Linked DNA regions of Mus musculus: all the other regions are linked to region 3. Evidence: chromatin contacts called from public Hi-C, Micro-C and promoter capture Hi-C data. All regions are on one chromosome and are shown on one strand. Each heading gives the region's core, a stretch centred on a gene start, on an enhancer-like site or on the middle of the called end of the contact. The rest is flanking DNA. Distances are from core to core; before and after follow the strand shown. Region 1 holds the start of Rell1 (RELT-like 1). Region 2 holds the start of N4bp2 (NEDD4 binding protein 2). Region 3 holds the start of Klf3 (Kruppel-like factor 3 (basic)). Region 4 holds the start of Pds5a (PDS5 cohesin associated factor A). Region 5 overlaps Rell1 (RELT-like 1). Region 6 has its middle 21 kb from the start of Gm25608. Region 7 overlaps 0610040J01Rik (RIKEN cDNA 0610040J01 gene).

Region 1 (2,700 bases), core at 89-2,588, 830 kb after region 3:
TTTTTTTCCAATTGAGGTTCTCAGACAAATCTCTAGTTTGTGTTGAGTTGACAAACAAAACAAAACAAAACAAAAAAAAAACTGGCCAGCACAATGTCTTTCCTCTGCATTCTTTCTCAGACCTTTCCCTTTGATACATTTGTCAGACTACAGGATGTGCCACAAATTGTGCATAGGATCCATAGTTCCTGTCTTTGACTCAAAGGGCAGGGCCTCCAACCTTCAGCTTCTCTCCCTGGTAATTCTCACATCATTGCTATTTGTAACAGAAGGGTGGAGGGTGTTAGAGAGGAGAAATAACTCCCCCTTGAGCATTAGAGGCCACCAGTCAGTTTACAGAAGGGGCTGAAGACCCACCCTCCATTCAGCTCACATCTGTCAGGACTGGGCTTTAAGGACCTTGTGTGGAGTCTCCACGGATTAGTTAAAACGAGGCTATTGGTTAGTTAAAAGGAAGCTAGTCAGAAAAAGGTACATTCCCCTTTAACAACTACTTCTGCCCTCTTAGTGCATGCTGTCCTTGAGCCAGGAGCTGAGATTAAACCTGCAAGCAAACACTGGAGATACATGGATCATGGTGGCCCAGGTCATGCAGACTTCATGAGCTCACTTCCTGGCCGGTGACATGGGGATAATACTCACCTTACCGAGCTGATGTGAGGATATGAAGACAGAAGTGACTGGAAAGTTGAAGAATTGTTCCAGGGGAGTGTTTGCAAGATGATTAAAACAAAACCCAGTCCAACGCAAGCAAACAACCAGTGTGTGGGGACGTGTTCCTCAATAGAAGTAGCTTAGACAGAATGGGATGGGGACAATTAAAAAAGTTTTTTTTTTTTAATTTATTCTCCTTAATGTTTAAACGATCAACCATGACTTTGAACGTAGCATTCCTTCCTAGACCACTAACGAAGGTTAATTAACTGGGTAAAGACTCCGATTGAGAAAAAAAAAAAAAACATCGCGCCATTCTGAAACTGCTGGTCCTGTCTGCTCTCCATCCTGGGCTTCCTGGCCTAACCTCTGCCTTCCTCTTCCCGCATCTGACTAGTCCCAGGACCCAGGAGAAGGGAGTAACCCGCCCCAGCCTGAGGCTCCCGCGCAGACCCGCCACTTGGCTGGGCAGGGTTAGCCCGCCCAGCAGAGGAGGCGGAGAGGGTCAGCAGTGGGCGGGGCTCGGGGTGGGGCCACGGCTTGGGCGCGCGGCTGACGCGACCCAAGGGTTTAGAGGGGAAGCGGGAGTGACAGGAGAGGCGCGGCCTGGACTCGGGGGCGGGGTCATGCGTGCGGAGGCGGGTCCAGGCTTCAAGGGACCGGGGCGCGGCGATCAGGGGCGGGGCTTCCGTGCGGTGGGCGGGGTCCTGGCGGGTCCAGGCTGAGCGGGTAGGGGCTCGCGGGGGCCGAGCTCCTGCATTCAATCCACCCGGCAGCCCTCGAGCTGCACCGTCTACCCCGACCCGGGACGCCGCGGCCGGGGCGAGGAGGGCAGAGGGACGCGGCGATGGCTCTGTGGGGACTCCCGGGGTCCGCTGTGCTTGCTGCTTCAGTGTTCGTGGGAGGCGCTGTGAGTTCGCCGCTGGTGGCCGCCGGTGAGTGCTTTGGTCCTGGTCGGGACGCCTGGTGAGTTGGGTCTGCGCACGGAAGGGAGCCAGGGGCTCGACGAGTCGGTCGAGCCCACAACCCCGCCGCGCCCTGAGTTGCGCGCGCCCTGCTGTGCTACCGGATCTGGCTCTGAACATCTGGGTGTCCCGGGGTGGCCCGGGCAGGGTGCGGCGCGCAGCGCGGCTCCAGTCCTTCCCCACCCGCCTGCCGGGGTCCCGCCTTCCCTCCCCGCCGCTTCTAAAAAACGGCGGGACCCCAACTCGGATTCTTCAGGATGTCGCTTTCCTGGGATGCCTTCTCCCTAGCCGTGGACCCCTTTCTACTGTCCTGGTCCTCAGAGGCCTCACCAGGCGAATATCTTGACACCCGGGATAGGGTTCTGCTTTCCAGCCTCCTTCCTCGCTTTATTTTCTTCTTTCCTTTTCATTATGTTAAAGCCTTGAAAGTGCCAGTCTTTGCAGGTGGTTATGGATTCTTTTAGTAAGTCGGGAATTTCTCACTCCTTCCCATACATGCTGGATAAATTAGGCCGGGAAAGAGGAAAGACATCTATAATGTATACTGCTTTTTCTTTGTATCAAATCCTGTCATCACAAAAGGAACCTCTGTGGTCGGGGTGGAAGCCACCAAGCCGAGACGCTGAGTGCTGTCTTCAACTACAAGCCATCAGCGGGAGTTTCTAACTGAAATCTAAGAGGTCTACCTTTTACTTAAGGACGCCTTTGCCTTGTGCTCCTGTTTTTATAAGGCACACACCAGGGATTCTTAATAATTGTTTCCCCCTCTTAATTGCCACCTCGCTGCAGTACTTAAAAAAAAAAAGTTAAGCCTTCCTGGCCGTTTGGGGTTACCACAGGCTGATTCTTACGTCAGCAGGCTCTGCCAAGCTTGCCTTCAGGGGTGGCTCCTCTTCAGGCCCAAATAATAAGCAGCTGGAAGGCTTCCAACGGTGACTGTCTTCTCTATAAAATATACGTGCTGCTCTTCTTTTTGGAGAATGTTCTAGTCACTCGGAGCTTTGGAGCCTGCTTCTCATTTGTCCTTTACTTTTTCATGGGCATCAGAACGAGCTAGCAAGGGAACAGGATAGATAGACGA
Region 2 (2,700 bases), core at 26-2,525, 960 kb before region 3:
AGTTACGGATGGGAAGGGGTGAGGGTCGCGGGCGCACCCGCCCGGAGGGAGGCCAGCCTGCCGGTGTGGAGTGAGCTTGCGAGCGAGCGTGCGTGCGTGTGGTTTGGAAGTGAGTAAATAAACAGCTCTACGGGCACTACCAGCCCGGGCAGGCGGCCCAAGTTCCCACAAGGCTCGGCCTGGGAAAACGGCGGGGCGCTCGCAGGGGCGCGAGGTCAAGTCGGGGCGGGAAGGCACCCGGAGAATCCGGGGGCGGGAGGGGTGTGTCGGGGCCTGGAGGCCCGCCAGGCGCTGGAGGAGCTGCCGGGGAAGCTGCCGCGGCGCCCGCCTTCGCTCGGCCTCGGGCCCCGCGCCAGGGCCCGCCTCCCGCGACGCCTCACTCCCCTTCCGCCCGCCCGCCCGCCCGGCCCGTGCCTGCCCGGGGTTGCCGCGTCTCTCGCTCGCCGCCCGCCTCGGGCCCTCCTCCTCTGGGACTCCGCGCTCCCGGGATCCCCTCCCGCTCTTTTCCTCCCCGAGTCCCGCCGCCCGCCTCGCCAACCTCCGCCTTTACCTGCTGCGGGAGCGGGGCGTCGAAGCCCCCGGGCCGTGTCGTCGAGTAAGCGCCGCGGGTCCGCAACCCTTTCCCGCCGCCGCCAGCCACTACGCTCTCCGGCGCGGCGCGGCGCGGCGCGGGGCTGGCGAGCAGCTGTGTCCGCGGGGCGGGGGTGGGGGAGACGCAGCGAGCGTGCGGAGCGAGGACACACTGCCGCTCTCCGTCCGACCGGGGAAGAGCAGCCGCGCAGGAGCCCGCCGCGAGAGGGCGGGTGGGCGGCCGCGTGGGGAGGGGTCTCGCGGCCGCCGCAATGGCTGCCACGTAGCCAGGTGGATCTCCGCCCCCGCCCCGGGGCCGCGACCTCTGCTGCTCCGCACACCCCCCACCCACCCACCCCGGGCTCTCCAGGATGCGTCGGCCCGCGCCCGCCACGGCGCCGGCCCGGAGACCCGAGCCCACCGGTGCTGGCGCCTCGCTGGCTCCGTTACGAGAAGTGAGTCCCGGGCCTGGCGGGAGGCGCAGCCCGGGACCCGCGGGGCCCCCCGAGGCTCTCCCGGAAGCTTGCGGCCCGCCGCTGTCCCCCGAGGGCTCCGGGGAAAGGCAGGCGCTGGGACCCCCCCTACTGCTGCCCGTGTAAGCGCCCCGGTGAGCCGCGGCCGGGTCTAACCCTCACCTCTCTCCCGAGCCCGAAAAGCAAAACAAGGTCGTTCTGGCCCTGGGCAGCGAGGGAGGAACTAGGAGCTGGGGCGGGCGGGACTGCAGCTGCGAGGTCGGCGGGGCGAGGCGATGGGCCCCGCGCTGTCCCCCACGGGGGCCCGCTCACTCGGGGCGGACGGGCGGCGGCGCCCCGCGGGAACAAAGGGCCCCGCGGCCCCAGCAACCGGGACGGAGGCTGCCGGGATCCAGCCCGCGCCGCCAACGTGCGGTCGGAACCCGCTGGCCTGAGCCCAAAAGAGCTGCGGCCTTTGCCAGTGTGGAGCTGGAGTTTTCAGGTGCCAAGAAAAAGCAACAGTGTTCCCTTTCCCTGTTAACGATCCTGGATGATTAGCCCGTCCCCTAAGCCCGCTCCATGTTTTTCCTTGTTGGACTCTGACTTCCTTGCTTAATTTGTTCTGTCCTGACATGAAACGATCAGAGTACAAAAGTGTGTGTCTCTCTCTAGCCTTCTGATTAATGATGCTACTGGTCGTTTCGGAGTTTTTAGTTTTGTTCTTTTTGTTTTTGTGTCTGTTTTCTCCTGGACTTTCCTCTCTCTTTGCAATTACTTTGTATTTTTCACTGCCCCCCCCCCCCGTAGTAAAATAACCTCTTGATATTCATCCACATCAGAGAGACAGATTATCTGTCAATTGTTATGGCAATTATTTAAACTGAATGTAGATTTGGAAAGAATACAAGTGAAAAAAATCCCTTTAGATCTGGCTTGAACATTCTCACACTCAATGAGCAAATGGTCTAGTGGGGTTTTTTCTAGAAACTGGTGTATTTAAGCAAAGAAACTAGTGTACTTAAGCAAATAAATGTTCTAATGAAATCTCCCACACAGAAAAGAATATGAATGGATGTGTTTTTTATTTTCTTTGTCTTTTTAGAGATCTCTTGAGTTTCAGTGTTTAAAAATATATACTATACAAACATCTTTATTAAGGCTTATTCTAAATATGGTAAACAAAAGAAATTTAATAGTCTACAATCCCGAGCGTAAGTAGCTACTGCTGAGAACCTAACATTAATCTGTTTCTAAGCAGCTATTAGGAGCCTAATAACTGTAATATATGCCACTTTTGAAATGAAAGAAACTTAGTAATTATAGACTTCAAACAAACCTAGCAAATTTATATTAATTTTGTTCATCTGAAATATGTTCAACGTGATAATAAAAACTTGTATTTAAGTTCTTGAATTTCTTTTGAACATCTGTTAAGGATTTATCACATCTTAAGTCCAAATAATAAAAGGGGGGAATTCTTAAACATTAGAAAATATATTTCAAGGGACAGCACCACCCAATCTGAATTACTTTTGCTTACTATGTCAAAAGAAAAGTATCAAACCCATAAAATTCTCACAGATGTAAAGAACAAAGCCATCTTTACCAGTGTGCACAATGCCAGGCTTGCTTTATGAATACTTCCAAGGACTCCTCTTTCCTTATTGGCTCACATTCT
Region 3 (2,700 bases), core at 35-2,534:
AAAAAAATATAAGTTCTTAGAACCAAATCTCATGACTCCGTGTAAAATAAAATCTCAATGACTCTGTGTAAAGTGTTTATTTTGAAGAATACAAGGTAAACATTATCCAGTGTCCATTTAACCTGAATTATTCAAAGGCTCATTCATATTCAATTAGTATTATTGTAAAATACTACTATTGTAAGTACTGCAGTAAAAATTTACAGAAGTGTTTCTGTTATCCGCCAAAGACATGGATATGACAATTCCAACTCTTATTTGCCACCTCCAAGCTATCCAAAGGTTCTGGTCCACACCACTGTCCTGTGGTCCCTACAGGGCTCCGGTTCCCTAACACCGAAGGCGCTCTGCACTGCTAGCCACGCTGCAATCCTTTGCTTCAGGCACTGCGGCAGGTTCTCTCCAAGTCCCCAAAGGCAGTCTCTCCAAACCTCGGTGGTTCTTTTCCTCCCCCCTGCCTTCCCCCACAAGCCAAATGACCCAGCAGTTAGCGCGCTCCGGGTACGGAAAAGGGGATGCTTCTTCAGTCCCAATCGCCCCCAAGTTTCTCGCCAGGGGCGCTGGAGGCTGGGCTCCAAGTTTGCTGGGCGGCAGCTGGGGGGCGCGGGCGGGGGGCGGGAGCCCCGAGTCCAGGCGGGAGGGGGAGGAGCAGGCGCGCGGCCTCGCCGCTACCTGGCTCCTTCCAACGCGGCCGCTCGCGGGGTGCGCCGGGGGCTCCGATGGGAACCGAGCGCGGGGGACCCGGGACCACACAGGTGAGCCCCGCCCGCGGGCTCCCAATCCACCGAGTTCCCCTATCCCACGATCCCGCCCGCCATCCCCTCCCCCTCGCTCCTCCACCCCAGCTCCGAAGCACTTTCCCAAGCCCGAAGGAGCCCTCGCTGCACCCCGAACCCGTTCTCCGCGTCCTGCTTTCTCCGAAGGGAAAAAAAAAAGGAGAGAAAGAGAGAGAAGCAAGCAGATGCGGCGCAAAGCGGGGCGCAGGACGGCAAGGTGAGGGCGCGGGGACTTACTCTGCCAAGCGCGGTGCCGAGCGCAGCGGCCAAGAAACCCAGGCCCGGCTCCCCGGCGCCCGGAACCCCGCGGGCCGGCAGGTCAAGCGCTTCGGGCCGGACGGCGTCCGGGATAGGGACCGCGACCGCACGGACGCGCGGGTGGGGTTGGCTCGGGTGGCGCTCGCACTGCGCTCCGGCCGCGGCTCCGCGCGGCTCGGCTCCCCGCTCCCCTCTGGCTCCTTGGCACCAACTCTGGGCAGTCACATGACGCCGGCGCCGCTCGCTCTGCGAGCCTCCCCGGGGCTGGCGGGGTAAGTAGAGGCTGGGAGCCGGGGTGGGAGGGTCAGGGAGGGGCAGCGGGAGCCGCCACAGCCGCCCGGGCTGGGAGGGGTCCCCACCCACTTGGGTGGAGGCAGCCGCCGGAGGGGTCGGCGAGTCACTGGCAAACACGCACCCCGCCCTGCCCTTCCCCGCCCCCGCCTCCCGCGCCGCCCCCGCCCGCGCCCCGCCCAGTCACCCGGGGCCAGCCTGACAGACACTCATTATTCCCCGGAGCCGGGCGCCGCCCCGCCGGCTCGACCTGTCCCGGGAGGCGCGGCGCGGCCTCGGGGCTGGGCGTGAGCGGCCCCCGCCCGGCTCTCCACCCTGGGCCTCCACCCCGCCTGAGCGCTCCGCCCGGCGCCCTGAGCCCGCGGCCCCGCCCTAGCTGTCCTGGCCTCCTCGCTGCGGCCCGAGCCCCGGGGGGAAGGAAGGGCGGCGTTGGCCCGCTCCGGGCGTCACACGCTCTACGGCCCCTAGCGCCGCTTCCAAAACACACAGCCCGGGTTCGCAGGCGAGCCGAGGAGTGGGGGAGCGAGGCCGTCAATCACTCGCTCCCGCGGGAAGGGCCGCCCCTCCCGGGCAGAGGGCGGTGGAGCGGGTGTTGCGGCCCAGGATGCCCTGTCCCTACGTCGGGGAGCGCGGTGCTCCAGGAGCGATCGCTGCCTTGTGCACAGGGGTCGCGCTGCAGCCTGCGCGCTGGCGCTGTTCGGAGACTTCGGGTCGCCCCTGTTCTTTCGCCTACCCTGCAGGGGCCGCTTCCAGCCTGGAGGGACTTTTCTTGGAAAGGTGGAGACCCCCGGAGGAGTGCGACTCCCCAAGGGCCCGATGCTCTGGAGCGAAAAGGCGTTCGCTGGTCAGCCTTGCTGCCAGAAAATTTAGCAAACTTCGGGCAGATCCTCCCACCTGGGGCGAGAGCTCTGGCTGGCCTGGGGCTCAGCCCCGGGACCTTTCCTTTCACACTTTAAGAGCCTCAAGGCACTTTTTCCGTGGAAACCAGGCCAGCGCGAGGACAACTTCGCTGAGCTTGGTGCTAGGCTAGAGTCGGAGGCTTTTGAGTTTCCTTTTAAAACAGTATTAATGTAATAAGGAACGCAATAAAAAGAACAAAGGACAAATTGGTTCAATTGTTTTAGTTCTGTGTAATGTTTTAAAACAACCCGGCTTCAGTCTATGGCTTGTTATTACTTCAAGATGTTTTAAAGGCCCTGTAAGTTCACCATTCTCACTTCACTTTGATGCTTCAGCCAGGCATGGTACTACTTAAAACGTAGTGATACATAGATTCCCCACTCCTTGTTGTAACTACAAGGTACAATTAAACTAGAACCCAGTAACCTCCAACACTGAAATTGTCTGTCCTGAGGAGACCCAGAACCCACTAGTT
Region 4 (2,700 bases), core at 116-2,615, 890 kb before region 3:
ACCATAGGCCAGTTAAAAGGTGGGCATTTTAAAGAACAATGTATAAATTCAATTGCTGCCAGCTTCTTCTTTCTGTTTTTTTGAGATAGGGTTTCCCTGGCCATCCTGGAACTTACTCTGTAGACCAGGCTAGCCTCGAAATCAAAGATTTGCCTGCCTCTGCCTCCCGTTGAAAGGCGTGAACCATAACGGCCTAGCTTCTTCCTCTTTTCATTATTATTATTAATATTTTTTACTTTTTTTGAGACAGGGGTTCTTTGTTGCCCTGGCTGTCTGACGTCCTGGAGCTAGCTCGATTGACCAGGGTGCCTTGAACTCAAGAGATCCGCTTGCCTCTATCTCCCAAATGCTAGGATTAAGGGCGTGCACCACCATCACCCCCTTCTGCTTATTGTTTTTGTTTTTTTGAGACGGTTCTCTGTGTAGCCCTGGCTGTCCCTGGCTGTCCGGGAACTCACTCTGTAGACCAGGCTGGCTTCGAACTCAGAAATCCGCCTGCCTTTGCCTCCCAAGTGCTGGGATTAAAGGCGTGTGCCACCACTGCCCGGCTTGCTTATTGTTTTAAAAGGTGGTTTCCTGAAATTATGTGTGTATTGTTCAGGTTCATTCGCTTCAATATTTACCTTAAATTGCTCAAGCACCGCTGCACTAAGTTTTCTTTGGCAAGCCTTTCCTTTGGAGGAGAGAAAAAGTAGAGCTTTGGTGTATTCACAACTTAAAAAAAAAAAAGAGGTCTCAGATTCACATAGGTAATTTGTAAATCTCTAAAAACACCCTCCCTCTTTCTTCTTCTGGGCTTCACTATCAGGAACCCTAGTCTGTGTTTTCAGCCTGTACCCAAAATGACTGGGAGGCCAGAAGCCCCGGCACCATAGCTTGAGATCGCATGCCAACTTCCTATTTTGCAGCTTTGAAAACCTTAATGGTAGGAGTCTAACTAAGGTCGTAGGCTGCGACCTAGGGCGACTCTCCGGAAGACGCGAGAATGAGCAGCCCGAGTTGTAAAACTTTGCCTCGGCTTCCAGAGCTCTGTTTGGAGGGGAAAGCAGCCGTTTCTCCAGATAATTAACCATTTCTCCACCGGTCCGGTCACATCCCCGCCAGCCAAGCCTTCAAGAGCCCCGGACTCCGCGACAGCGGTGGCCGGGAGTGTCGCAAAGCCGCGCCTCCCGGGGTCCGCTTCCCGCCACCGGGGCTCCTCCTCCGCGCGCCGGCTCGGCTGCCGGCCCCCCGGAGGCGCCCGCGCGGGCAGGTCTTGGCGCCAAACGGGTGGCGGCGCTGTCCACCACGCGCGCGGCCGCGTCGGGCTCGAGGGAGGCGGGGGCTCGGCCGGCGGAAGAAGGGGCGGGAGCGAGGCGCGCGGTGCTCTCGCGGGCTCTCGCGCCGCTCGCGTGACGGGCTCCGGCTGTGCGCGGCGACGCTCAGGCTCCGCGGGGCACGGGCGGGCCGGGAGCGCGCCGCGGCGAGAGGGCGTCTGGTGCGGGTGGGCGCGAGGTGCGGGCGGCCGGCCGGCGAGCGAGCGAGCGGCCGGGCGGGCGCGGGGGACGCGCGGGCGTGCACCCGCGCGCGGGCTCTCGGAGGAGCCGCGGCCGAGGCTGCGCTTCCTCAGCCCGACGGAGAGCGGCAGTGTCGCCCCGGCCGGCGCACGCTCGGCCCGCTTCTCCCCCCGCGGCGGCTGCTCCTCGGCACCGCCAGCCCCAGCGCCGCTCCGGGGCGGGCGGGCGGCGGCGGCGGCGGCGGCGGGACGGACGGAGCCGCTTTGTGTGCAGCCCGACGAGGGGCGGCGGCGGCGGCGCAACCACCTGACAGAGGCCCGGCGCTCGCTGCACCGTCCGCCCGCATGAGGAGGAGGTAAAGCGGCGGCCGGGCTCGCGCCCTCGGCGGCGAGGGAGGGACGGAAGGGGAGACCGCAGGGGAGGGCGCGCGCGGAGGCCCGGCGGGGTTGCCCGGAGCGGCGGCTCAGGCCTTGGCGGTGCCGAGGAGCGCCGGGCGACCGAGGGGCTTGAGATGCCGCCGGGCTCGGTTGCTGAAGTTAAGGAACAAAAATGTGAAGTGCGGAGCCGGGTCCTTCGCTTCCTGGCGAGGGGCTCGGGCGGCTGGCGGGGGTGGCGGGCTGGCCGGGGAGGGGCGGCCGCGCGGCGGGGACGCCGGGAGCCCGGGGCTCGGCACGGCTATGGCGTTCTGCTCCCGGGCGCCGGCGCCGCGCGTGGGTCCTCTTGGGTACCTAGTTTTGCGGCCTAAGCTGAACCCTCTAGGCCTCGAGTCTCCTTTCCCGGAGGTGACCGGCCAGGCGGGGACCCAGCCGCTTCTCCTGAGCCAAGTGGGGCCGTTGGGTCCTCAATGTCCCCCCGAGGCCACCAAACTTCCGTCCTAGGTGCTCGGGGATACATTTCATTGTGAAAAGAGGGCTAGGAAACTCCGGGAGCTGCTCGGCGCCTCTCGCGGCCGGGGCTGCTGCAGCCGAGAACCCCGTGGCACCGGGGCTGGCTCGGGTGGGGGTGGCGGACGCCTAGCCGGGTCCGAAACCCAGGGAAGGAGCGAGTGGCGGGGTCCCCGGCCTCGGGGGGAAGAAAGGGCCCTTTCTAGATTAGAGATTTTTGAAATGAAAAAGAGGTTACAAAGTCGCCCCTTTTCCCGCTGAACTTTGATTTTCTGACCGATAGAGGCCGGTAGAGGACTGTGAGAGAAAAGTTATTCCCC
Region 5 (2,700 bases), core at 104-2,603, 870 kb after region 3:
AAACCCTGTGCCTCCTAATCCTCTCTTAAGAGATCTCATAGTTCAGGAGGTGACTTAGACTGTGTCAGCTCGAGCCTATGCTCGCACCCTTTATCCCCCTCTATCGGGATCCCCAGACCTGTGTACAGCTCGTAGCCTTTGAAGCACAAAACTTTGATGTAATGGAAATATTCCCAGAGCTTTGTCGCCATCACCTAACAGAGCCGTGTGTGTCCCTCTCTGTAGACAACACTGGTAGCCACACGTTACACTCCCGAGCAGAGACCACTCCATCGTCACCCACCAACAACCCTGGGAATGGACACCCGGAATACATCGCGTACGTGCTCGTCCCTGTGTTCTTCGTCATGGGTCTCCTTGGTGTCCTCATCTGTCACTTACTTAAGAAGAAAGGCTACCGGTGTACAACAGAGGCGGAACAGGAAGTCGAAGAGGAAAAGGTGGAAAAGATAGGTAAGTAACCTCTGCTTTAAAAGGAAATGGCTTGAGGAGTGGGTTCTAAGTGGAAAAAACAAAACTTCATATATAATCCATTTCTTTATGAGGAAAACTATTTTCTGCAGTAATCAGAGTTTGAAACCTTGCCTGCATTTATTGAATGCTTGCTGAGGGTTTACTTCAGAGCCTGGTAGCCCGGGACTGTTATTTGTATGGTATATATTTATTTCTAATTGTATTGACAGTGAATTTAATGAGGGTACCTTCTCTCCACTTTGAAGGGTTAATGTGAAATTTTGAGACAAGGTGTTTTGGTGATTGGCACTTACTCATAAGCCTAATCCTTGCTGTTACTTATTGAATCAAGATTCTAATAAGAACGGTAGGGACGTGAAACGGGTCTCATCGGGTTTGCTGTGTTAAGTATCACTGGAGGAGTTCTCATTGAAGTCCATGTGACTGAACTGTATATTATTAATGAATAGATGTTTGTCATAGTTCGGTAGAGCTGCAGCAAGAACTGGTGCTTCCATGTGAGTGTCAGGGCGCTCATCTTTCCCTCTGCACATATGTTGATAGCTTGTGGTGGGGTCACCTCCATCCACAGCATGTCTTCCTCACTGATATTCCTATCCAGTCCTGCCTGAGGGAGGTTTCCTGATGGGTCCCAGGACTGGCAGCTCACTCTTCATCCAGCTCAGCCCCTCTGTGCCATCTTTGCAGGGAGGTGACATTTGGAGTAGGTCACCCATGGAGCCTACCGGCAGGGAAGGTTTCTCAGTGGTGGCTTGCCAGCTTGCTGGACTGTTGGTTTTTCCACCCCCACTGACCTTTGAGGCTGGGGAACATGGGTGAACAGGATGAGTCACGCTCAGCGAATGAGCAAACCGGCCTTGAGTGTTTGTCAACAGAGCAGGGCCTCCCCCGCTGTTCCTTCTAACCCACGAAGCAGGCTGGCTCAGGCTGGCTCAGGCATCAGCCCCCACTGTGACTGTCCAAACATCTATAGGTCATAGGGGAGAAGCCTCCCTTGGGGTGCAGAGGACACTCCTGCAGGTACATGGGTGTGCTGTTGTCCCAGTCTGTACAATGTCTCAATCCAGTCTCAGCTGGTCCTGCTAAATAAATTATACAGATCGGTTTCCAAATGGAGGCTTGCCCCTCTTTCTCCGCCTGACTTGGCTGTCACGTGCTGGGTCCCCAAAGTAAACTGAGTCTGTAAACAAATAACCAGTGCCCAAATTTAGCTACCTTGTTTCAAAGGAAAAGAGAGTTTTATAAACATGGATGAATACTTAGTACTTACTTGTTCAGTTGAAACCATTAATCAGTAGGCCAGTTGTATACAGCATGTCTGAGATTCGATAAAACCTTTTCGTGATCCTTCTTCTTGTTTCTCCAGAGGGTTGAAGGTAATAAGGAAAGATAGGAGAACGTGGGGGCAGAGATACATGCACTCCTGTAGTGTCATGCAAAGCAAGGGGATGCTGGACAGTCCTGCGCCTTTTCTGTTTAATTTATAAATGCGTGTTCAGCCCAGGAATTCAAAAACGTGTGGCATCGGGAAGGTGGGGCTGAAGGATTAAAGCTAGACTCTTTGCACTGTGTGAGGGTGCTTAAACTTTCTGGAAGGTATTCGGCGAGGCCTTAGGCTCTCAGATAAATGTCTAGTTGACTTGTTGCAGGTGATGGATCGTAACGCCGCTCTGTCCTCTTTCTCTCTTAGAGTTGAATGACAGTATAAATGAGAACAGTGACACGGTCGGCCAGATTGTCCAGTACATTATGAAAAATGAAGGTAAGGATATCTTCGTGCTTTGGGGCATCTCAGTGTTATTTAAAAATCTCCTTAGAGTCAGAATTTGAATGGCTTCGCAGGGCTTTTACCTGAACTCTGTAACTCCTCAGCTTTTAGCACTGTCACAACAGGAGAGGTTGCCTTGGTGGTGTTTGGTGGCTTCAGCACAGCAAAGGGCCAGGAAGGTCGATAGCTTCTAGGCTGTGTATCACGTGACTTTATAAAGCCTCAGCTTCCTCCTATGGAGTGAGAGTTACATTACACAACTGTGTAGGGTAGCACAAGCGATGTGCTGGGAGTCATAAGGACTCACATCTTAGCTGGTTCTTGTGTTTCACATTTAAGGACATGAGTTTGAACTGGGAAGAAATTGAGGCATCCTGGTAAGAACTGGGGAGTGACGGCCAGGGCCCACGTGCCTGTAACACCAGCCAATGGGTGAACTGCAGGTTCAGTGAGAGAGC
Region 6 (2,700 bases), core at 143-2,642, 780 kb after region 3:
GGTCATCTCTACAAAGACATACGAGCATCAGGGTGTTGGTGTGGGCACAGACGTGACCACAGCAAACTCATGGGACTCTCTGCCCTGGCAAAAGCTATAGTGCCATGCAGAAGATAGTCACACAAATGTCAGGGCAACCATACAGGCTAAGAAACTCAAGTCAGAATGAGTTCTTGCTATGAGTGCGTAGTCTTTAGTGCTAAAGAAGTTATTTTTCTGGAAAACCCTCTGTAGTTGTTGTGGTGGCTTTTTGTGGTTGTGGTTGTTGTTGTTTTTGATTCATTTGACACAAGCTTGGGGCATCTAGGAACACTGAACCTCAGTTGAGTGTGTGTGTGTGTGTGTGTGTGTATGTACTGCCAAAGAAACCACACAGGAATATACATATGTATTATATACACATGTACATATATCATATGTGTTATATATGCATATGTATTGTATATAAAACAAGAACAAAACAAATGACAACAACAAAAACAAGCAAGCTGAAAGAGCATTGTCTCCACCTCTGACTCAGTTCTCTCCTCTAGGTTCTTGCCCTGCTTGAGTTCCTGCATTGGCATCCTTCAATGACAGCCTATGATCATGACATGCAAGGCAAATAAACCCTTTCTTCCGCAAGTCAATTGTGGTCATAGTCTCTGAAACAGCCCTAGACAGCTAGCTAGGACAGGCTTAGTGGGGCAGGCCTCTGGGTCTCATTTTTAAATCACTGAAGCTGGAACAAGGGCCAGCAAAGCTTTTCTATAAATGACAGACAATAAATCCTTTAGGTGCGCACATCAGGCTGTCTTTGTCACAATTATTCAACTCTGCCATTGCCTCGGGGACACCACTGCAGACAAACAGAAACAAATGAACAGGCCTTACCAGCTATTTTGGGATTCTCTTGGAAGTTCCCTACCAAACTTTGAATTTTGTAACACATTAAGTGTTGTGAAATCTTTTTCTTCTTTTGACACTTTTCTATCCATTGAAAATGTAGTATCTATTCTTGGGCTCTCAGCAGTGGGCCTTATCTGCCCTGAGGTTACCCACTCTCTGATCCCTGGTTACAATGTTCTCATGTTAAACTTCCAACTGTCTTCCTATAGAGGCCACACACCTCTCCAAGGGGTGGTTGACTCAGAGATGAAGCTACAATCACTGTTAAGGCTCTGCAGTTGGTTGCTTGGCTTTTCAGTTCATTTTTCTTTAACTTTGAGGATTTTTTCTGCCCATTTTCCTTGAACTTGTCCAGCTGTATTGGGTGCTATGTGGAATGAACTCCTGGCCTGCGGTGAAGGTCACCAAAGGAGGTTTCGTTTCTCTGCGACTGCTGGCTAATCCGTTTCTGGATGTCAGAAGCACTTTCATAAGCCTCGCACGGTGTGCCATATGGAATATCGTTCTGTGCTCCCCAGAGCTCCTGTCGCTGCCATCTGTCTGCAACTTCCTGTGCAGTTTCTTTGGCAGTGGGGGAGCCATCTCTCAGAAACGCTTCTATAAAACAAGTTTTGAAAGCCTAACCCAAAACATTAGCCTCTCAACTTGGATGTAAACATGTTTAAAACAAATTAGTAATGATTTGTACTTAAAGGCGCAGTTTCGAACTACAAGTGGGTGCTGTAGACCATCGCCTGAGAGCATCCGGGTGCTTCCAGCTCTGTGAAAGCCCAATCAGGAAAAGCTTTACCATCTCCTACGTTAAGGACTCTCACACCCTGGAACCTTGCCCTTTGCCTATGCTCAGCTTGCATTCTCAAATATCCTGTCATCTAATACATCTATCCTTGAATGAGTTTATATTGGCTTGACCGAAAAGGCTGCTTTACACTTTGTAAGTCTATATCCCGTTTCATGCAGCAGCAACGGCACGATTTTGACTTAGTGAGGTGAGTGTTCTTGGTTGTGAAGACATGAGCCTTGTTATATTCTCTTTGTGGTCAAATAGGGATAACTGTAAGAGAGGTGTTTATACTACAGCAGTAAATGAGATACTCAGAGGAAGGCACTTTTAGCTCTTTGGACACGTGCATATTGTGATAGCCCAAGATCACCAGGTGTGGATAAAGGGCCTTGGCATCTATGTGAGAAGGGCTCAGTTTAAATCTTCGCTCTTTACCAATACTAAAGGAGTAAAACTCATTGGCTATCACCTCAGACCAACCGTGTCTAAACCGACCAACCTCGTCTATTCAAATGGGGAGCAAGAATCCTGCCCAAGACTTCAAAAAAAAAAAAAAATTAATGGAACCAAGGAACATGATGTAAAGACAAAACTCATAGGTGAAAACTCACAGACAGATATAACATTTGCTCATTCGTATGCATATTTATGGCTCTCCAAAGTTAAAACGTTGGAGAACATATGTCTAAAAAACAAAGAAATTATTGTTATAGGTAAACACGGGAGCTCTTCAGAGGAGGAGGTTGTGCCTGGTGGGCGGAAGAATCTGGCTGAAGTCAAGTTAAACATGTAGATTCTTGTGCCTATCCCAGACATTTTGTTGGGACAGATGTGGGATGAATAATAAACTCCTCAGGAGATTCTGATGTAAATAGTTATTGGGCCAGATCTTGAGAATACCATCTTCTGGTTTGGTGGAAGAAGATAGAAAAGAAATAAGTACTTTCTCTCTAATTTTAGTTCCCCAGGTATGCCTCCTGCCCTTCATTAAGATGGGGCTCATGGGTACACTGTGAGGATGTGGGAAA
Region 7 (2,700 bases), core at 33-2,532, 980 kb after region 3:
GCAAGTCTACTACACACACAGTCAAGAAGAGTGGGGTGATACAAACTTCTCTTGGAAGATTAAAACAAACAAACAAACCACGAACTTGAGTGTAGGAACTGGGGAGGAGTTGGGAGAGGGACATGGATGTGATTAAACCACTAGGAAGTTCCCAAAGAATAAAACAAATCTATACAAAGAGAAACAAGTAAAGAGGCAGCCAGAGCATCCAAAGTTAGAGCCTACGGTCATTCTAGATTTTATTTTCCTTTTAAAAAAGATGTACTTGTGTTTATTGAGAGTTGACTCCTATGTTGTGTTTTGTTATTATTTGCTAGAGTTTAGAAACTCAGGAGAGAGAGAGAGAGAGAGAGAGAGAGAGAGAGAGAGAGAGAGTTAGAGTTGGTGTGCTTTATTCCAGAGAATGGGGGATGCAGTAAGAACATACACAGAGGAGGTTTAGCTTTTTTGTTTTTAACCTTATTCAAGGTCAGCCTCACGGGGCAGAGTGGAGGGAAGGCAGTAGGGCTGACTCAGGAGTGGCTACACTGTGGACCTGGGTAGGGTAGAAGGTTGTGGCTGTTGGCATTTCCTCTAGGCTCTGCCCCACAGTTACCTGGAAACAACCAGGTATGCCTCATTTACTATAAAAGGAGCTACTTGCCCCCTCCTTGCTCTCTTGCTCTCCTGCTCTTGCTCCTGCTTGTTACCCCGTCTCTCACCATTCCCCTCCCCCTCCACGTGCTCACAGCTGATCTCTTTCTCCCTCTCCCTCTCCCTCTCTCTCTCTTTCTCTCTCTCTCCTCCCTCAACTCCTCCCTGCATGTCCTAAATAAACTCTATACCGCACTATACCATCATGTGACTGGTACCTCATGGGGAAGGGATGCCCCAGCATAGGCCCATAGAGACTCCCCCTTCCCCCACACCATACCATGCCTCCACCAAACAGACCCCTTCCTCTTCATTTTTTTTTTTTTAAATAAAACACAACAGTGGCCGCCAAGCCTAGAGGTCAGCACTCAAGAGGACAGACATAGGAGAGAATGCTAATCCTCCCCACTCCCCCCCAGCCCCCAGCAAGAGGACAGTTCATAGCAATCACTGACCAGAGAAGAAACCCTGATTTTCAGTGAAAGAAACTAGGCTGAAGGCCTGCTACCGGGATAGTCACCGGCATCTCTTATTAGAAACTGGGTTCCCGGTCTCTTCTGCTTTTCAGAATTTAAATATTTATAGTCAGTTCTCTCCACCTCTTTCCCCACTCAAAGCTTCCTCATTCCTCCGCTTTGAGAACATGCTTCTCTGAGAAGTCCCACCCCCTTCCTTCCTGGCATACAGTGACCCCTAGGGCTCTAATAACCTCTTCCATCTCTCACTCCTTGAAGCACAATTTGCATTCCATTTTGAGGGTGACTCAAAGTTCTCTGTCTCGGGAGACTATGAGGAATAGCCCAGTGAGGAATACAAAGACCATTTACTTCTGTGTCCGGGTCAGCAGAGCACAAGTCCTAGGTAGCTAGTGCTCCGGAAATGGGAAGTCTGCAGTTGGGTACTGTTAACTCAAAATAACCAGGAGGCTAACAGCCCGGGGCTTGTTTACACTTTCAGTTCCCACAGAACAACCTACAGTAAGAAGACAAAGGAGTTTTAGGAGTATATGCAAGTAATACATCCTTGAGTTTTATCCAACCAGAGAAAGCCAACTAATCAAGCCATACCCCAGTAATACCTGGCTGTCACCAATCACCTTATTTCTGTATCTCTGTTTTGACTTCAGCCAGTAAAACCCCTTGCAGAACTGGGGGACTGGGGGCTGGTGTGTAGCTCAGTTGGTAGAGGGCTTGCTGGTAACTGGCTACATTGTGGCTCTTGGCTCCCAGTAGACTCTATTGCAATGATATCTTCTAAAGTTTTGGTTCTCCAATGGTCACGTACATGTGTAAAGAGCTAGTATTCAAAAACTTTATTTGCAAACCGAAATTCTGCATTGGAAGTCCTCTGGAGGGTTGACCTACCTTCTAATGTATGCAACATATAAGAAATGTGTAATGCATATTTGTTGAGTGAACCAGAACTCCTTGCAAGTTGGAAGTCTTATTTCTTTAGGGTTCATTCAAACTTTGCTAAGTGCTTTATAAAGAGAGCCCTTGACGAAGGTGGCTCCAGCACGATTTATAGCTACAGGTCCAGCACGGGCTCTGACAGAGTCATGCTATTAAAGGGCCCCTAGTGCATCTTCTCTAGGACCCGACTCTCAGGTATAAAATATGCTGCCAATTTTGGAGCAAACTCTTCTCTACTTGCAAGCATTTAAAGCCAACACGAAGCACCACTGAACTAACTGCGCCTTTTTAGGGGAGAGAGTAATTTGCAAGCACATGAAGATTAGTAATCGTCCAGTAGGCAAATATTTTTTTTCCATGTGCCACCCAAAGCAAACAAATGAAAACAGAAGCCAGATTTTAAAGGTACAGTGCCCTCTTTCCCTCCCTCTGTGCTTTCATGGCAAAGATCTGTTTCTTGATCTGTCCCAGCTGAGACTAGCAAGAGTATATTGCTTTCTTTTACATTCCGAGGTGATTGGCTCCTCTGCCCCCCACCACCCCCCACCTTAACTCTCAAACCATTATAAAAGAACAACAACAGCAACACATTGGACAGAAGGCACTTGGGTGTTTGTTGATCTCGAATATTAAGAAACACAAGGAAGTCCACAGG

What was found. Promoter capture Hi-C pulls out the DNA fragments that hold promoters and counts their contacts. A called contact is a pair of places that touch in the nucleus more often than the background predicts.
Region 1: a Hi-C map of B cells shows a contact between it and region 3, with 14 read pairs. The contact joins the promoter of Rell1 here to the promoter of Klf3 in region 3. A contact is called at or near these places in 7 of 39 promoter capture datasets (cranial neural crest, embryonic stem cells, erythroid cells and 3 more), 10 of 484 Hi-C or Micro-C datasets (B cells, LSK cells, adipose-derived mesenchymal stem cells and 5 more), 6 of 115 datasets of contacts at active chromatin or transcription factors (astrocytes, embryonic stem cells, memory CD8 T cells and 2 more) and 1 of 9 other capture datasets (adipose tissue).
Region 2: a Micro-C map of embryonic stem cells shows a contact between it and region 3, with 3 times the contacts expected there. The contact joins the promoter of N4bp2 here to the promoter of Klf3 in region 3. A contact is called at or near these places in 1 of 39 promoter capture datasets (liver) and 2 of 484 Hi-C or Micro-C datasets (B cells and embryonic stem cells).
Region 4: a Micro-C map of embryonic stem cells shows a contact between it and region 3, with 5 times the contacts expected there. The contact joins the promoter of Pds5a here to the promoter of Klf3 in region 3. A contact is called at or near these places in 1 of 484 Hi-C or Micro-C datasets (embryonic stem cells) and 1 of 115 datasets of contacts at active chromatin or transcription factors (memory CD8 T cells).
Region 5: a Micro-C map of embryonic stem cells shows a contact between it and region 3, with 3 times the contacts expected there. The contact joins the enhancer-like site here to the promoter of Klf3 in region 3. A contact is called at or near these places in 2 of 39 promoter capture datasets (the HPC-7 cell line and cranial neural crest), 1 of 484 Hi-C or Micro-C datasets (embryonic stem cells) and 6 of 115 datasets of contacts at active chromatin or transcription factors (bone marrow-derived macrophages, embryonic forebrain, embryonic stem cells and 2 more).
Region 6: a promoter capture Hi-C map of hippocampal neurons shows a contact between it and region 3, with 2.5 times the contacts expected there. The contact joins the enhancer-like site here to the promoter of Klf3 in region 3. A contact is called at or near these places in 4 of 39 promoter capture datasets (the HPC-7 cell line, hippocampal neurons, neutrophils and 1 more), 1 of 484 Hi-C or Micro-C datasets (cerebellum) and 1 of 115 datasets of contacts at active chromatin or transcription factors (bone marrow-derived macrophages).
Region 7: a contact with region 3 is called in a promoter capture Hi-C map of the C10 cell line, with 5 times the contacts expected there. The contact joins the enhancer-like site here to the promoter of Klf3 in region 3. A contact is called at or near these places in 2 of 39 promoter capture datasets (the C10 cell line and liver), 1 of 484 Hi-C or Micro-C datasets (uterus) and 1 of 115 datasets of contacts at active chromatin or transcription factors (forebrain).

What each region holds. Positions count from the first base shown.
Region 1 is chr5:63,967,535-63,970,234 of GRCm38.p6, reverse strand. Rell1 (RELT-like 1) reads left to right here and starts at 1,338. Exons shown (of 7, transcript NM_145923.4): 1 at 1,338-1,589. The coding sequence starts at 1,502.
Region 2 is chr5:65,762,096-65,764,795 of GRCm38.p6, reverse strand. It overlaps N4bp2 (NEDD4 binding protein 2), which reads right to left and starts at 1,275. Exons shown (of 20, transcript NM_001024917.1): 1 at 1,206-1,275.
Region 3 is chr5:64,802,105-64,804,804 of GRCm38.p6, reverse strand. Klf3 (Kruppel-like factor 3 (basic)) reads right to left here and starts at 1,284. Exons shown (of 6, transcript NM_008453.6): 1 at 1,014-1,284. It overlaps Gm38457, which reads left to right. Exons shown (of 2, transcript XM_006504241.4): 1 at 1-755; 2 at 846-2,435. The coding sequence starts at 516. The coding sequence ends at 1,310.
Region 4 is chr5:65,696,901-65,699,600 of GRCm38.p6, reverse strand. Pds5a (PDS5 cohesin associated factor A) reads left to right here and starts at 1,365. Exons shown (of 33, transcript NM_001081321.3): 1 at 1,365-1,851; 2 at 2,664-2,700.
Region 5 is chr5:63,935,559-63,938,258 of GRCm38.p6, reverse strand. It overlaps Rell1 (RELT-like 1), which reads left to right. Exons shown (of 7, transcript NM_145923.4): 2 at 226-453; 3 at 2,165-2,236. Among named protein-coding and RNA genes, the nearest start is that of Rell1, 32 kb to the left of the region's middle. Within about 2 kb of position 1,353, at least 76 of the 459 cell types and tissues checked have an H3K27ac peak or open chromatin away from gene starts, as enhancers often do. A contact at or near this core is called in bone marrow-derived macrophages and embryonic stem cells, where this site is marked.
Region 6 is chr5:64,021,848-64,024,547 of GRCm38.p6, reverse strand. No RefSeq gene overlaps it. Among named protein-coding and RNA genes, the nearest start is that of Gm25608, 21 kb to the right of the region's middle. Within about 2 kb of position 1,392, at least 32 of the 459 cell types and tissues checked have an H3K27ac peak or open chromatin away from gene starts, as enhancers often do. A contact at or near this core is called in cerebellum, hippocampal neurons and neutrophils, where this site is marked.
Region 7 is chr5:63,825,778-63,828,477 of GRCm38.p6, reverse strand. The region is part of intron 1 of 0610040J01Rik (RIKEN cDNA 0610040J01 gene); the gene reads right to left. Among named protein-coding and RNA genes, the nearest start is that of 0610040J01Rik, 15 kb to the right of the region's middle. Within about 2 kb of position 1,282, at least 99 of the 459 cell types and tissues checked have an H3K27ac peak or open chromatin away from gene starts, as enhancers often do. A contact at or near this core is called in liver and uterus, where this site is marked.